Regions from separate parts of the Mus musculus genome. Here region 1 is linked to region 2. A link is a contact called in public HiChIP or PLAC-seq data. All regions are on one chromosome and are shown on one strand. The core of a region is the stretch at or near the end of the contact, and the rest is flanking DNA. Distances in the headings are between cores, read along the strand shown.

What was found. HiChIP or PLAC-seq counts read pairs in DNA pulled down with a chosen protein or histone mark.
Region 1: a FOXA1 HiChIP or PLAC-seq map of pancreatic cancer cells shows a contact between it and region 2. The contact joins two enhancer-like sites. A contact is called at or near these places in 6 of 39 promoter capture datasets (cranial neural crest, frontonasal cranial neural crest, liver and 2 more), 3 of 115 datasets of contacts at active chromatin or transcription factors (forebrain, oligodendrocyte precursor cells and pancreatic cancer cells) and 3 of 9 other capture datasets (adipose tissue, liver and pancreatic islet).

Annotation. Positions count from the first base shown.
Region 1 is chr6:30,686,090-30,693,018 of GRCm38.p6, forward strand. All of the region lies in intron 1 of Cep41 (centrosomal protein 41), which reads right to left. Among named protein-coding and RNA genes, the nearest start is that of Cep41, 4.2 kb to the right of the region's middle. Within about 2 kb of position 1,287, at least 21 of the 459 cell types and tissues checked have an H3K27ac peak or open chromatin away from gene starts, as enhancers often do. A contact at or near this core is called in pancreatic cancer cells, where this site is marked.
Region 2 is chr6:30,431,298-30,438,607 of GRCm38.p6, forward strand. All of the region lies in intron 2 of Klhdc10 (kelch domain containing 10), which reads left to right. Among named protein-coding and RNA genes, the nearest start is that of 1700012C14Rik, 26 kb to the right of the region's middle. Within about 2 kb of position 5,889, at least 13 of the 459 cell types and tissues checked have an H3K27ac peak or open chromatin away from gene starts, as enhancers often do. A contact at or near this core is called in pancreatic cancer cells, where this site is marked.

The DNA.
Region 1 (6,929 bases), core at 37-2,536, 250 kb after region 2:
GAGGCTCCACATGATGAGACTGACTAGAGACCAGGAGTGAGGACCAGCTCCGAGAGATACAATCACAACAGTATTTTAGTAGAACACTGCTTTGCATACCGACAGACTATGCAAAGTAAGACATAGCTTTGTAAAGATATGAATGCTAGAAAAGAAAGGTTAATGAAAAGTTCGCATGGGACTTTTCTGAAGAAAAATTACAACAACACAGAGCAAACCACTGGCAGTAGATGCCTGGACCACAGGTGCTTTTCTGGTTCACCATCTCTCTACAGAGGCCTCATATGCTGGTTGGCACATTTCTGTTTTTTTCTTTAAGTCACTGTACATTTGCTTCAGAATCTCCCTCCCTGTATGTCCACAAATGAGGGGACTGAGTACTGGTCCTTAGGTAATCTCACATAAAATAGGTTTTCTTCAAAGAGGAACTTTTAAAAATGGGTGTCTTAATTGATCCAGTTATGTTAATATAAAACAGCCATCTTGGCCCAAGACTCCATGTACACTGATAGCTTCTCCTCAGTAGTTATTACTCATGATGGAGTCAAAACTTCCCATCCCAGTAGATTGTGGCTTTCCAGTCTGTTGACTGAGAGATGAAGCCTATGGCTTTCCTCATCTCCAGATTCTGGTGACCCTGGGACGCCGAGGGAAGTGACACACTGGTGAAAGACAGTACAGCTTCACCTGGCTCTCTTGAGCCACTTGCTCTTAGAACTCAGCCACCAAGTACGGAAAGGTGCAGGTCACAGGGAAAAGGACATTTGTGAGAGCTTATTAGCTCCAGCCAACAGACTGCATCGATGGACATACATATAAATGGAGGTTTTCAAGAAACTGTAGCTTCAGGCTGCCTGTGAAGTCACATGAGTTTTTCATGAGAGCCATCTAGCAGAGTCAGAAGAGAAAGAAAGAAGAGTTTCTATCAAGCTACTAAGTAAGGGTATTATTTCTAACAAATCAACATATTACAGGTGTAGTGCCCTACCCTTATTCTCTTCTGCCAAGATTCTTAAGTCTAACAGTGGCAAAAGTCACCACTCTGTTTGGATTTTACTATCATCCACTGCAGTGACTACTGTCCCCACCATTTGATTATGGCTCTCATGCCAGCTAACTATCATCAAAAATCTACTCGCCAAACATAATGCATACTTTTTCTGAAACTTTCTTGATTCATCTATACCACAGGAGAGAATATTAAAAACAACAAAACCCCCACCTGTTCCTACTGCATTGGCTTCAGAAATCTCTCTCTCCTCAACATTCCACCGATACATGACTCATTCCCTTAATTACAGTGTTTCTCAGGATTCCATCTTCTCACTCAGTAGACACTCTCTGAGTCAGATTTACACGGATTTCCTTTCACACGCTTCCGATCTCTAAATGGTGTGATTTTACCCTTGACTACTTCTTTCCGTTTCAGATATATATTCACTTATTCAAAAGTGTCTGTGGAGCTACTGTGGCTGACGATGGCAGTGAGGACTAGGTAAGGCAACCTCATCACACTTATCGTTCTTGTAAGCACGTCAGAAAACATGCAAGGAAGTAATATGACGATGATGGTGGTGGTGGCAGTGGTGACGATGACGGTCTGGAAGTGAGGACAGACACAATAGACACACCGGCTTTCCCTCCCTCCCAAAACCTCAGTAAGGACTTCATTAAGAAATATCGTAAGGATGTAAACAACCCTGAATGCAGAAAGAGGGGGAAGTGATGGTGACTGAGAACTACCCTGCTCAGACCCACAGAGAAGCTGGTGACTGTGGAGGCAGAATCCTAGGGAATAGGGAGTTACGTGGCTGGCAGAGGAACAGGCCATGTATAACTCAAGACTGACAACTGAAAGTGACTTGACTGGCTTGTGACAGCTGAGTAAGTGCCAGGGAAAGCCCAGGCCAAAGAATCGGCTGCCTCAGGTGTCCCCTACAATGGGAAATAAACAGAGTGGCTGAGTAAGGGTTCATGAAAGCTCTTGGGAGCTGGGTCACAGTATCACAACACCCACACACATACTTGCCACTGTATTTTTACAATTACCCCTTGCCCATCTTGGTAAATGTCACCATCTGTAGCTCACCATCAACAGGCCTCTTCTCAATAAAAAATAAAAATATCTCCATTACCTTTTAAAATCTACTCAGAAACATAAATGGACAGCAGGGGGTTAAAAGAAATCTGAGGACAGTATCGGTGTCTTTATGAAAGGCCAGCTGGTAAAGTGCTTACATGTGCTCCAATCCCTAGCCCTCACATCAAAAGCCGGGCATGATGGGATGTATGCACCTGTAAGCCTAATGGTGGGGGTCATGGGCAACAGGGTATTACACAGGATGGGGATAAGCAGATTCCTGAAGTTCACGGACCAGCCAGCTGAGCTCAAGCAATGAACTCCAGGTTCAGTGAGACTATCTCCAAACAGGAGGTGAGGAGCAGCAGAACAAGACACTAAATGCTGAATTTTGACCAGGTATTCACGGGAATGAACACCTGTGCCTGCATATACCACACCTACACCCACGAATCAACTCTTTTTGTTGTCTGTTTTTTTTTGAGAAGGGACTCACTATGTAGCCCTGGCTGTCCTGAAACCCACTCTGTAGACCAGGCTGGCCTTAAACTCACAAAGATCTTGTCTGTGCCTCTTGAGTTCTGGGATTAAAGGCCTGCACCACTGTGCCTGGCTTCACAAGTCAACTTTTAAAAAATACAAAAATAACATTTTAAAAGAGACACTAGTGAACGTCTCTCTCCTTATATCCACTGTGAGGACACCCTAAGAAGGCAGCCATCTATAAGCAAAGGCAGTCCTTACCGGAACTGGGATCAGCTGGCACCTAGAGCTTCAAGACATATTGTTAAGTGGGGAAAAAAAGCAAGTCAAAACACCATATGTACAATATAGCATTTATGGAAAACAAAATTACAATACAAATCTCTCTTTGCCACCTGGCATAAAATTTTCATTATAGTATATAGAGAGAAAGTTTTGGAAAAGATAACTATGGAAAAATTATAGTGATAGTGATGTAGGAAGTTTTCCTACATTATAAAAATATAGAATAAGAATAAAATTTGATAGTAACAATTACAGTGATAATGAGTAGACACATTCATAAGTATAGAGTCAAAGTAAAGGTATATAGAAACTCCAAGAAAAACAAAAGGCAGTAAGGAATTTTAATCCTAATTATTATCTGTTGTTCAAAAAAAAAAACCCAATATTTATTCAGTCAGCAACAATGGCAACAAAATGGAAATAAAAGGCTCAAGCATTCAAGCAGGAAGCTGAGTGTGGAGGGAGGTTCATACTTGTAATCCTAGCACTCATCAGGCTGAGGCTGAGGCTGAGGCAGAGGCTGAGGCTGGAGGACTACAGTGAGCTCCAGTGTGAGACCCAATCTCAAAAAAGAAAAAAAAACCCACAAAGACATTTTACTGAAGAGGTTCTCTAGATGACAGATAATCACATGACAAGATTGCCAGCCTTTGTGTCCATTAGAGACTACAAACTAAGACCATAATGAGGGTTGGCGAGACAACTCAGTAGGTAAAGGCACTCACCACCAAACCTGGCAACATACATGGTAGAAAAACCAACTCTCACAAGTTGTCTTCTTACCTTCCCCCCCAACCCCCCCCCGCCGTTTTTAATCCCACAATGAAATAACATGGTTTATCTACATTGACAATATCAGATGTTACCAACATTTTGCAAAATCTAAAATTCTCATACACTATTAATAGGAATGAAAAGTGGTACAGCCTCTCTGGAAAAAAAATCACACAACATTTTCTATGAAAACTAAACATATGCTTACCATATAACTTAGCCACTGTACTCCTGGGTACCTATCTATCTTACAGAAATGAAGATTACTGTCCACACAAAAGCTGAAATCTCTATTTCTAATAGACTATTTCTAATAGACTGAAAGCAATCAAAATGTTTTACACTGACTGGATGAGTTAATGAGTGAACAAACCAGTCTATTCAGACTACAGAGTACTGGTCTACCCACACTACGAGTACTAGTCAACAACTAAGAAGTCAACTGCATGCATCACCCTGAGGTGTCTCAAGGACACTATCCTGAGTAGAAAGAGAAAGCTATCCGAAAAGGTCGTACACTGGATGACTCTGTTCCTATAGCATTCTTAAGGTGGCAATACAGAAACAGAAAACATATTTGTGGTTGCCAAGGATGAGAGCAGTAAGAGAGGAAAACGGGTGTGATTGGGAAAGGTGCCATGAGGGAGCTATTGTGGTAATGAAGTAACAGTAGCTCTGTGCATATGCACACAGGTGGTGAGATAGCCTACAACTATACACAAGTTGTACAAGCTTTAATACTCTAGTTCTGATGGTGTACTACACTGTGGAAAGCTGACTAAAGGGAACAAGAGACCTATGTACTATTTTAACACCTTTCTGCAAATCTATAAAAATAACGCCTTTAAAAAAGGAACATCAGAGGGAAAAAATAGCTCTTAAAAATGAAAATGATGGGGGTCTGGGAGACATCTCAGAAGAATGATGGCTGGGCAAGCATGAGGATCTAACCTCGGTTCCCAGAACTCATGTGAAAAGGCTGGGGTGATATCCCAGTGCTAAAAAGACAGAGATAGATGGTTCTGAGACGTATGGTCAGCCAGCCTAGCCCGACTGAATTCCAAGCTAGTGAGAAACTCTGTCTCAAAAACAAACAAGCAAACAAACACAACCCAGGGTCAACAGCATCTGCGGGGAGTACCCAAGGTTGCTGACCTACATATACACAAATACCCATATATGTGGATCCTGCACATATACCCACACACATAAAACTCACACACATATACATACATACACTTACACAAATACCTATATACATGGATTCTGCACATGTACCCTCACACATATATACATATACTCACACACACATATAGGCTCTCTCTCTCTCACACACACACAAACACAGCAGAAACTACAATCAATACAAGAATTAGAAAATACAGTGTGTGCTCCCTCCTTCTCTCCCTCCCTGTTTTTCAAGGCAGGGCCTTGGCTGTCCTGGAACTCACTCTAGATCAGGCTGCGATAAAAGGTGTAAGCCACCATCACCCAACATAAACTTAAATTTCTTAAAGCAGAAAGACAAAAATAGGAGATAGAAGTGGAAAAAAATCAGAACCAGTTTATATGGGTATAATATCAAAATGCTGAACCCGAGAAAGAGGGTGGAGGAAATGAAGTCAACTGTAAAATAACTCAAGAAAAAATTTACAGACTAGAAAGATATAAGGTTCTGGTGTTTATCAAAGTGAATGAGAACAGGCCATAACAAGGAATCCTTTGTGAAATGTTCTAACACAGGGAACAAAATGAAGCTTCCTGAAAGGAACAACAAGTCACAAAGCAACAGGATGGCTTTGGATTTTTCTACAGACACACTGGCTGCTGGGTCACAGCACAATGTTTTCAAGATGTTGTTTTCCAACCATGAAATCTATCTTCAGCCACACACTCAGGGGAAAAAAAAGAAGAATAAGAATGTAGAATGGAGACAGTTTTAGATAGGATATTTTGGGTACAAAAACACATATGCATTCTTTCTCAAGAATTCCTGGAAGTGGCCCTCCACTCAAAGAAGGCAGTAAAGACAGCAAGTGTTTACATCCTTCCTCTTCTGACGGACTCTTTGTCCTATATTTCCGGCTTCCTTCAGGAGAGCCCATGAATGGTCCCAGCTGGGGATGGAAGTCATCTGCCTTGATGCCCTCTCTCAAGGGCGATCATGCTTGATGGTGGGTTTTACACCTAATAGTTCTCTTTCATTCTGCCCCGACTTCCTAGCATCAGTTCAGACATATGGCAACATAACCACCTCATCAATGTCTCCGCTCCTCGACACAGCCTGTCCAACTCCATCCACCACAGTGTGGCTATGATGGTGCCTAAAATGCAAGTCTGAGCACATGACTAAAACTCCTTAGAAGCTTCTTGCGTGCTGACCAGTAGGCAGGATAATGGTATTCCCAATCTTGAACTACCCAGCCCACCCCATCACAGGCATCTAATATTGATATTATTTTAGTTGACAAAACATAATTTATTTCTAGGAAAAAAAGGTTGACATGCACACACTGTGCAATTATTAAGTTAGTAAATATCGTCATTACCTCCCTTGTTGTGAGGAGAGGTTTGGAATGTTCTCTTGGCTAATCTGAGATGTACATTAAATTTATATTTTAGTCACCCTGCTGTGTCATCTCCTGTGCCATCTCAAAAGTTTAGTTCTCCTAACAAACTTTCTACCCTGCGACCAGCATCTCTTTGTCCCAGACGCTATATCCCTAACTTCTGGTGACCATTATTCTAATTTCTACTTCACTGAGTTGGACTTTAGACTCCAAATGTAAGTGACACTGTGTAATATTTACACATCACTATCAAGGTTTAGTAGTGGCGGCACATGCCTTTAAATTCCAGTATCTATGAGGCAGAGGCAGGTGGATCTCTTTAAGTTTGAGGCCAGCCTAGTCCACATAGTGAGTTCCAGGACAGCTGGAGCTACATAGTGAGACTGTCTCAGAGACAACCAACCAACCAAACAACAACAACAAAAAACAACCAAACAAACAAAAAACCCCACCAAAATAACAGACATTACTATCATGGCACTCCAATACACATGCCACAGTTTCCGACACCAGGCATTCAACAAGAAATCCAAGACCTACAACTGGTGTTTGCTATGAAGGTGCAGAAGGCCCCTCTCAAATTGCCTTTTGTTCTGTAGACTCCTACTGGGACTTGGTCGGAGTTGAAGCTCTCCTTGGCTTTACACAGGCTGTTCTAGCAAGCTCTTCACCTGACTCACGAGTGGCCTTGATGGGTTGGGGCCTTTTCAGCTCAAGAACGCCCCTCCTTCTCTCAG
Region 2 (7,310 bases), core at 4,639-7,138:
ATATGGTGTTTGTGTAGATGCTTTCAAAGGTCTGTAGAAAGTTTAGCATAATGGGAAATGGCAGCCAGAATCTGTAAGGGGCCAGATAGATCGAGTACCATTGAAGGAGAGTTTTTCATGATCAGACTTGGTCTTGTAGCTAGTAAAGAGATAATGACTACAGTTACCAAGGTGAGGAAACCTGCATCCTGAAATGAGGCAGCTGTAGTAGGGATGTGGGGGAGGTACAAACTTGAATTATGCATGGTGCTGAGTTAGAGCCTAGATCACTAATTGAAGAGTAGGAGGGGAAAACAAGGAATGACTTCAAGGACTGGCTGCAGAGTGGTGCCTCAGTGGGCACGAGGCGGACACCCAGGGCATACATACTGAAGGCAGGCAGAATACTCATGCACATTGAATAAAAATCATCTTTTTAAAAAGTGACTTCCAGATTTTCTTGTGTGACACTTCTTGTCATTAAGCGTGGCATGGATAATCCCAGGGCAGAGTTTGGGAGTAGGTGATAAACTCCCATTGATTTGCAAACCACTAGTTGATTATCCCTTAACACTTTTAATAAGTATTTCCAGAAAAACCTCTGATTCTTTAACAGTAAGTCTAGCAGTTACTTCCAGGAAAACTTGGAAGACCTGTCCCCACTTTGTCCTGATGTCACTTTCTGTGTACAGCCTGTAATAGCACCAGCACTGACCACATGGAGTTCTGTTCACTTGTGTGCCTCCCCTTGGGTTGTAAGCTCTTCCAGGACAGGGGCAGTGGGACTTCAGCTGCTTCTGCATCTCCGTTTGATAGTACAGTGCATGTGAGAGGTGTATTGAGTTCGATCTAATTATAAACTATAAAGAATTTATTTTTATTTGTTTGTTTGTCTTGAAACAGTATCTCACTATGTAGCCCTATCTGGCATAGAACCTACTCTCCAGATGTGGCTGGCCTTGACCTCTCAAAATAAATGAGAGATCTGGAATTTATGCAGTACACTCATTTTGGGAAAATTAGTTGGAAAGGTACTTCTGGTGACATAAAGTCCAAATTGAGGAATATTTGATTATATGAAGTAGTGTGTAGAGACTCTACTAAAACTTAGCCGTGAAGCTAAATACAACTATAGATATTTCTAACAGTGTAGAGGAATTGTGTAATATGTGTGTATACATATGTATTGCATTTCTATAACTAAGATTAAACAGTTGGAACTAGTGCTAAAAGTCTCATAATTTTTTTGTTTAGTGAATAAAGTGCTTGCCTAAGGACCAGATTGGGTCCCTCAAAATGTCTGTAAATGCCAGGGGGCACAGCAGGCTGCCTGTAATCCTGGTTCTGGGAAGGCTAAGGCAGTAGGTCCAAGAGCAAGCTGTCCAGTCAGACTAGCTGGATGAGAAATGAACAGAAAGAGTTTTCCTCAGTCAGCAAAAAGAAGGAAGTCAGCCTTGGGCCTGCCTTCATGCACACATACCTATGCCCTTACACACATGCACACACACACATACATTAGTGAAAATAAATCTTAGTAAAAGTACAGAATTTCAGTACTGAAATATATAGGTGAGAAGTGAGCATTCTCATTTCAGGAATATACCATGAATTTATGCAAATCAGGATTTATAAAAGACATCTCTATAAGAATGTGTGCAGTCTGGAGTAGGCATTTGCTGAATGAAATTCCAGATGGCCAACTAACATAAAAAGTGCTCGACTTGGTTGGGCATGGTGATGTATACCTTCAATTTCGGCATTCTTGGAGGCAGAAGCTAGAGGATCTCTGGGAGTTAAAGGACAGCCTGTCTACATAATGATTTACAGAACAGCCAGAACTACACAGAGAGACCTCATCTAAAAAGATTTTTAAAAAGTGCCCAATTTCTGGGCTGGAGAGATGGCTCAGCCGTTAAAGGCTAGGCTCACAACCAAAAGGTGCCCAATTTCATCAGCAATGAGAAAAATGTGTGTTCTAATGTGAGATAGGTTTGTAGACTAACAGGAAGTACTAAGTGGGAGCAGTGACTGCCAAGTATTGACATGAACGTGGGATGTTCATGCTGTTGGTTACTACGGGAATTGTTCTAGCCATTTTGAAAACTATGGCCTCATCTAATAAGGATTTCCTTTAAGACTCAGGAATTCAGTCTCTGGATTTATAGCCAACAGCATTGTGGCCCCCTGTTCACCTGAAAACATGTATGAAAATGTTTCTATCAATAATAGGCCACAGATTGAAAGCACCTAAGTGTCTATTCACAGAACTAGACTAAGTGAGTAAACTGGGCTGCCCACTCAGACAGAGATGCCACTCAACAGTGGAGATGAGCAGACTGCGCACACCATCTTCAACAACAACAGAAAGGGAGCCTTGGAACAATCATAAATAAGAACCCAAAAGAATATGTACTATATCTTCTTATTTTGGTTTTTTGACACAGTGTCTCTGTGTAGCCATGGCTGTCCTGGAATTTGCATTGTAGACCAGGCTGGCCTTTTAACTCGGAGATCCTCCTGCCTCTGCCTCCCAAGTGCTACAAAGGCGTGCGCCACCATCCAGCTACTGTATCATTTTATTATACACTTCAAACATTATTTGGGAATGCACACTTAGATATGGCAATGTATAATAAAACTATAGAGAGACCACTCGTTTTATGATTGACAGAAAAATTAGTGGGTTGGAGAAATGGATCAGAGATTAAAAGCATTGGTGGCTTTTGTGGAGGACCCAGGTTTGATGTCCAGTATCTGTATAGCAGCTCACAATAATCTAAGGTAAAGAGGTGCATCGGAGGGTGCTGTGAGCATGAAGGGAGGGCAAGCTTCTGGAAGTTGGTAGTACCTACACTAATAGGCTCAAAGAAAAGCATGACACCCCCATAAAAACTTAACAAAAATTTAAGCATTCTTTTTTTGTTAAAATGTATCACACTGTGGCCTTATATGTGTCCCTTTCTGTATGTAACATTTCAGTACAAATTTTATTTTAAAAATATACCCTTTTCTAATAAGGAACAAAATCTAATGATTACAAGAAACCAAGAGGAAATAACTAATTTTGAAGTGAAATTTGACCAGTGTCCTCACTGAATTAAATTAAGCAAGACTAATCTCTTCAGTATCATCTCTTCTATTCAACCTTGTTCTGTTAAATTTCAGCTAAAACTTGAATAGGATAAACAAAAAAATGTATTTGCTGGGGAGCTGGAGAGATTAAGAGCACTTGATTAAGACCCTGATTTGTTTCTCAGCACCCACATGGCAGCTCACAATTGTCTATAGCTCCAGTTCTAGAGGCTCTGACTTCTTTTTCTGACCCACTTAGGCAACTTGGTATACACATAGTGTACGTACATTTAGGCAGTCATACACATAGAGAAATAATCTTTAAAAAAACCAATTTTCTGGATTGCACCCTGGGGAAGCAGAGAAAGAAGATCAGGAGTTTGAGGCTTGTCTAGATGTGGTGGTGCACGCCTTTAATCCTTTCACTGGAGAGACATAAACAGGTTTTTAAGCATTTAAGGCTAGTCTGATCTAAAGACTGTATTTCAGGTCAGCCAACTCTATATAGTGAGATCCTGCCTCTAGAGAGCTGAAGGCTGGCCCAGACTGTATACTGAGACCCCGTCTGAATAAGAAGATAGGAAGGCAGTGGTGCTTTGAGGTGTGTGGTTCAGTTGGTAGCACACTTGCCTTTCATCCATCCCTACACTGTGAAAGTGGACATGGTGACCCTATCTGTAATCCTAGCGCTCTGAAAGTAGGAGTAGGAGGGTCAGTAGCTTAAATCATCCTGGGCTACTTAAGACCCTGTCTCAGGACAAGATCAAAATACACACTTTCATACGCATATTTAGGATTGTAAATAGTCCAGTAATATAGCTCTACAGTAGTTATATTTGTAAATATTTGAAATGCATGTTTCTTTGACCCAAAAATTCTATTTCTAGATTTATTCATACATTTTCATAGGAATATGTAGAAGAAACTTTAGTCCAGTATTACTTGTAATAATGAGAATATTGGAAATGACCTAGTAATCTGTTGCATAATCTCAGAGAACTAGCTGGTTTCTGCTACAAAATCAAACCCACCTCCCTAGTTACCATAACTCCTGTTTACCCCTGAGTTAGAACAGATGCTTGCCTCGGGAAAGAAAATGGCTCAGCTGTCCAGGTCCCACAGCTACGTGTATGTGTCTTCTGATGTTCAGATCACCTCAGCATGCAGGGTCATTTGTCATTCCTCACTTACACACACATTTTTACATTCCGTGGTGTGTGTGTGTGTGTGTGTGTGTGTGTGTGTGTGTGTGTGTGTGTGTGTGTTGTATGTTCCAGGAGTTGGATGCTGGTCTTTAGGCTTGGCTCTGTGAATCTTTACTTCTGAGCTCACTCTGAAACCTACTCCTCTGTTTTCTAGTGAGAGTTTTGGAAGCAGGCAATCCAAACCTGTGGATGATTGTATCAGGGGAAAACTTGGTGGAGGACTCAGAGACTTTAGACTAAAACTAAATTTCATTTTGTCAAGGTCAAGGAGCTGGCCACATGTGCTTGGCTTCTGCCCTGACACATTCCTGTGGTTTTTTAAAAATGAAATGGGAGTCGGGCGTGGTAGCGCATGCCTTTAATCCCAGCACTTGGAAGGCAGAGGCAGGCAGATTTCTAAGTTCGAGGCCAGCCTGGTCTACAGAGTGAGTTCCAGGACAGCCAGGGCTACACAGAGAAACCCTGTCTCAAAAAACCAAAAAAAAGAAAAAGAAAAGAAAGAAATGGGTTTCTGCTATTCGGGAGTCACTCTTGGGCTATAGGAAGGGGTTCTGTGGAGAGAGAACTTAACTCTGTCAGCTCTAAAGGCTCCTTGACAGAAGGTTCAGCATTGATCAGGTACTGATCACATGCTCTTACCCAGCCATTTAATTAGACTAGATCCGGAGAACAGCAGAAGTTAGCAGTTAGATTAACTCAGCACTATCTGGGAGACACAGGAGCTACAAACTTAAAGTTTTGTAGCAGCCACATGAAAAACAAGACATTATGTTAATATTTTTATTTAACCCATATCATTTTATCATATCATTAACGTAGAACTGGTAATTTTACTTTTTCTGTTTGGTTGGTTGGTTGGTTTTTTTTGTTTTGTTTTGTTTTTTTGAGACACAGTTTCTCTGTGTAGCCCTGGCTGTCCTGGAACTCACTTTGCAGATCAGGCTGGCCTTGAACTCAGAAATCTGCCTGCCTCTGCTTCCCAAGTATGGGGATTAAAGGCATGCACCACCACTCCCCAACAATTTTACATTCTTTTAGGGATGCTAAATTTTTGAACACAAATTCCCGTTGGGCCCAGCCACATTTCAAGTATAGCCAGGAATTACTGCATTATGTTGGGCAGAGCTAGGCTGTAAGCCCCAGAGACAGTGTCACTGGCCCAGAACCTGTCACAATAACAGTTCACAGCTGTTGTCCAGTAATTTTTGGGCTTAGAATGAATGAATGGGTACATTTTATGTCAAATCATCTTTTCATTTTGCCGTAGTGTTTGATCCACATGTTATGTTCATCACCAAGATGGCGGTAAGCCTAGACCATGTTTTCTGCTCTGTGTCCATTGAAAGTTCTAGAATGCTACTGTCATTCTTTTCACATTTTCCCAATATGTAAAACCTAAACAAAAAACATGAGAGTCTTCCTTCCTGACCAGTGAGCATAGCAACTGTTTTACGTTTGTCTTGCTAATTCCTAGATGCATGTACCTTGCAAAGATCATTTACACAATCTAGCCATCCCCTAGTCACACTTGCCCTCTCCCCCTTCTATTCTTTTGGTGCTGGAGTTTGAAGCCAGGCTTCCCACATGCTCAGCACCTGCTCGCTGTTGAGCTCCACACCATCTATCTTGGAAATACTGTGTCAGAGTCCACAGAGCTGGTCATTGTTTTAATCATCCCTGCCACTGTTTACTTTGGCCTAAAGTTAAACCCAGGGAAACTTTTAGATATGTTGTATTTTCCGGCTGTGTCAGGTGATGTGGGTAATGCAGGATAATTGTACATGCTGTTTGCCTTTGAGGAACTTTTACTCTGTTTGCAATAAAAAACAAACAGATGAAACGAGTGGAGAGGAATCAGTTACAAACCAGCTCCATTCTCAACCCCCTTCAGTGTCTCATGTGAGCCTCACACTAGGTTACAGGAACGTGGGTGCACCTGCATTTCTCTTTCCTCACATAGCTCCCCACTACCTGGGAAGATAGACGTGTAAGCCAGTGAGCGTTCAACAATAGCACATCTGCGAGGTACAGTGGTACCTCCCCAGCACAGATGAGGAGACAGATTCAGTGGAAGGTTGTGTCTACACCAAGGTCCTGGACGAAAGAACTAGGATGTCCTGGGAGCCCTTGCTCGGTCTCCCATAGCTTACTCTCCTGTTTTCAGTGAGCCAGACAGAAACTTAATTCTTCACTTACACCAAATCATAAATCAGTTGTCAATGCCTAGTTGCCTGAATTCTACTTGCCTGGTATTGGACTCATATTTACAAAATACAGTATTCCCATCTCGATAACTTTAGGTCTGCCCTAACATTGAACGGAGGCTGCTGATCCAGAAGAACCTAAAGGGACATATGGTAGACTTGAGAGCATTTCTACACTGGAGAATTAGAGAGCAGGTCGCCTAGGCCAAGGTCAAAGGAAGGACTCCAGGCTTGCTGGGCAGTGAGGCTAATAGCTCTAGTGAGTAAGTGAAAGGAAGTGGTTTAGCATCAGAGGGCTCTGAGATGCTTAACCTAGGCCTTAAAGAGCTGTCAGTGATTTACACACAGGACTGACAGGACAAGAGCGACTAAAAGATACATTGTTGCTTTGTTTTTCAGGTACTCTATTTCTGTGCATAGCATCTTAATTCTTGTTCCAAAGTTTATCATGTAAAGTAGAGTTTTTGCTTAAAAAGACACAAAAGGCCTTATTAGGTTGGTAATAAATACTAATTAGTAAAGCATATTAGGTGTCTGGCAGTGTGCTAAGTACTGGTGGACATTATACTATCATCAGTAGCACATAAAATAGAGATATCTTTAGGGTAGTAACAAATGTAGTGTCATCGTAGTCCATATCCTATTGCAGCTTGTTTGGTTCTGTAACTATTTAAGGACTTCTGGAGACCTGTGTAAGAAGTTGTAAGGATAATTGAAATATAAAGAAGTGGATTTTTTTTCTCCCTTTAAACTGATCTCAAAATTAGTTTAAATGAATTATGTATATAATTCAGTCATTTACTTATTGTATACCAGGTATTTAGCCAAGGGCCTTAAATATGCTAGGCAA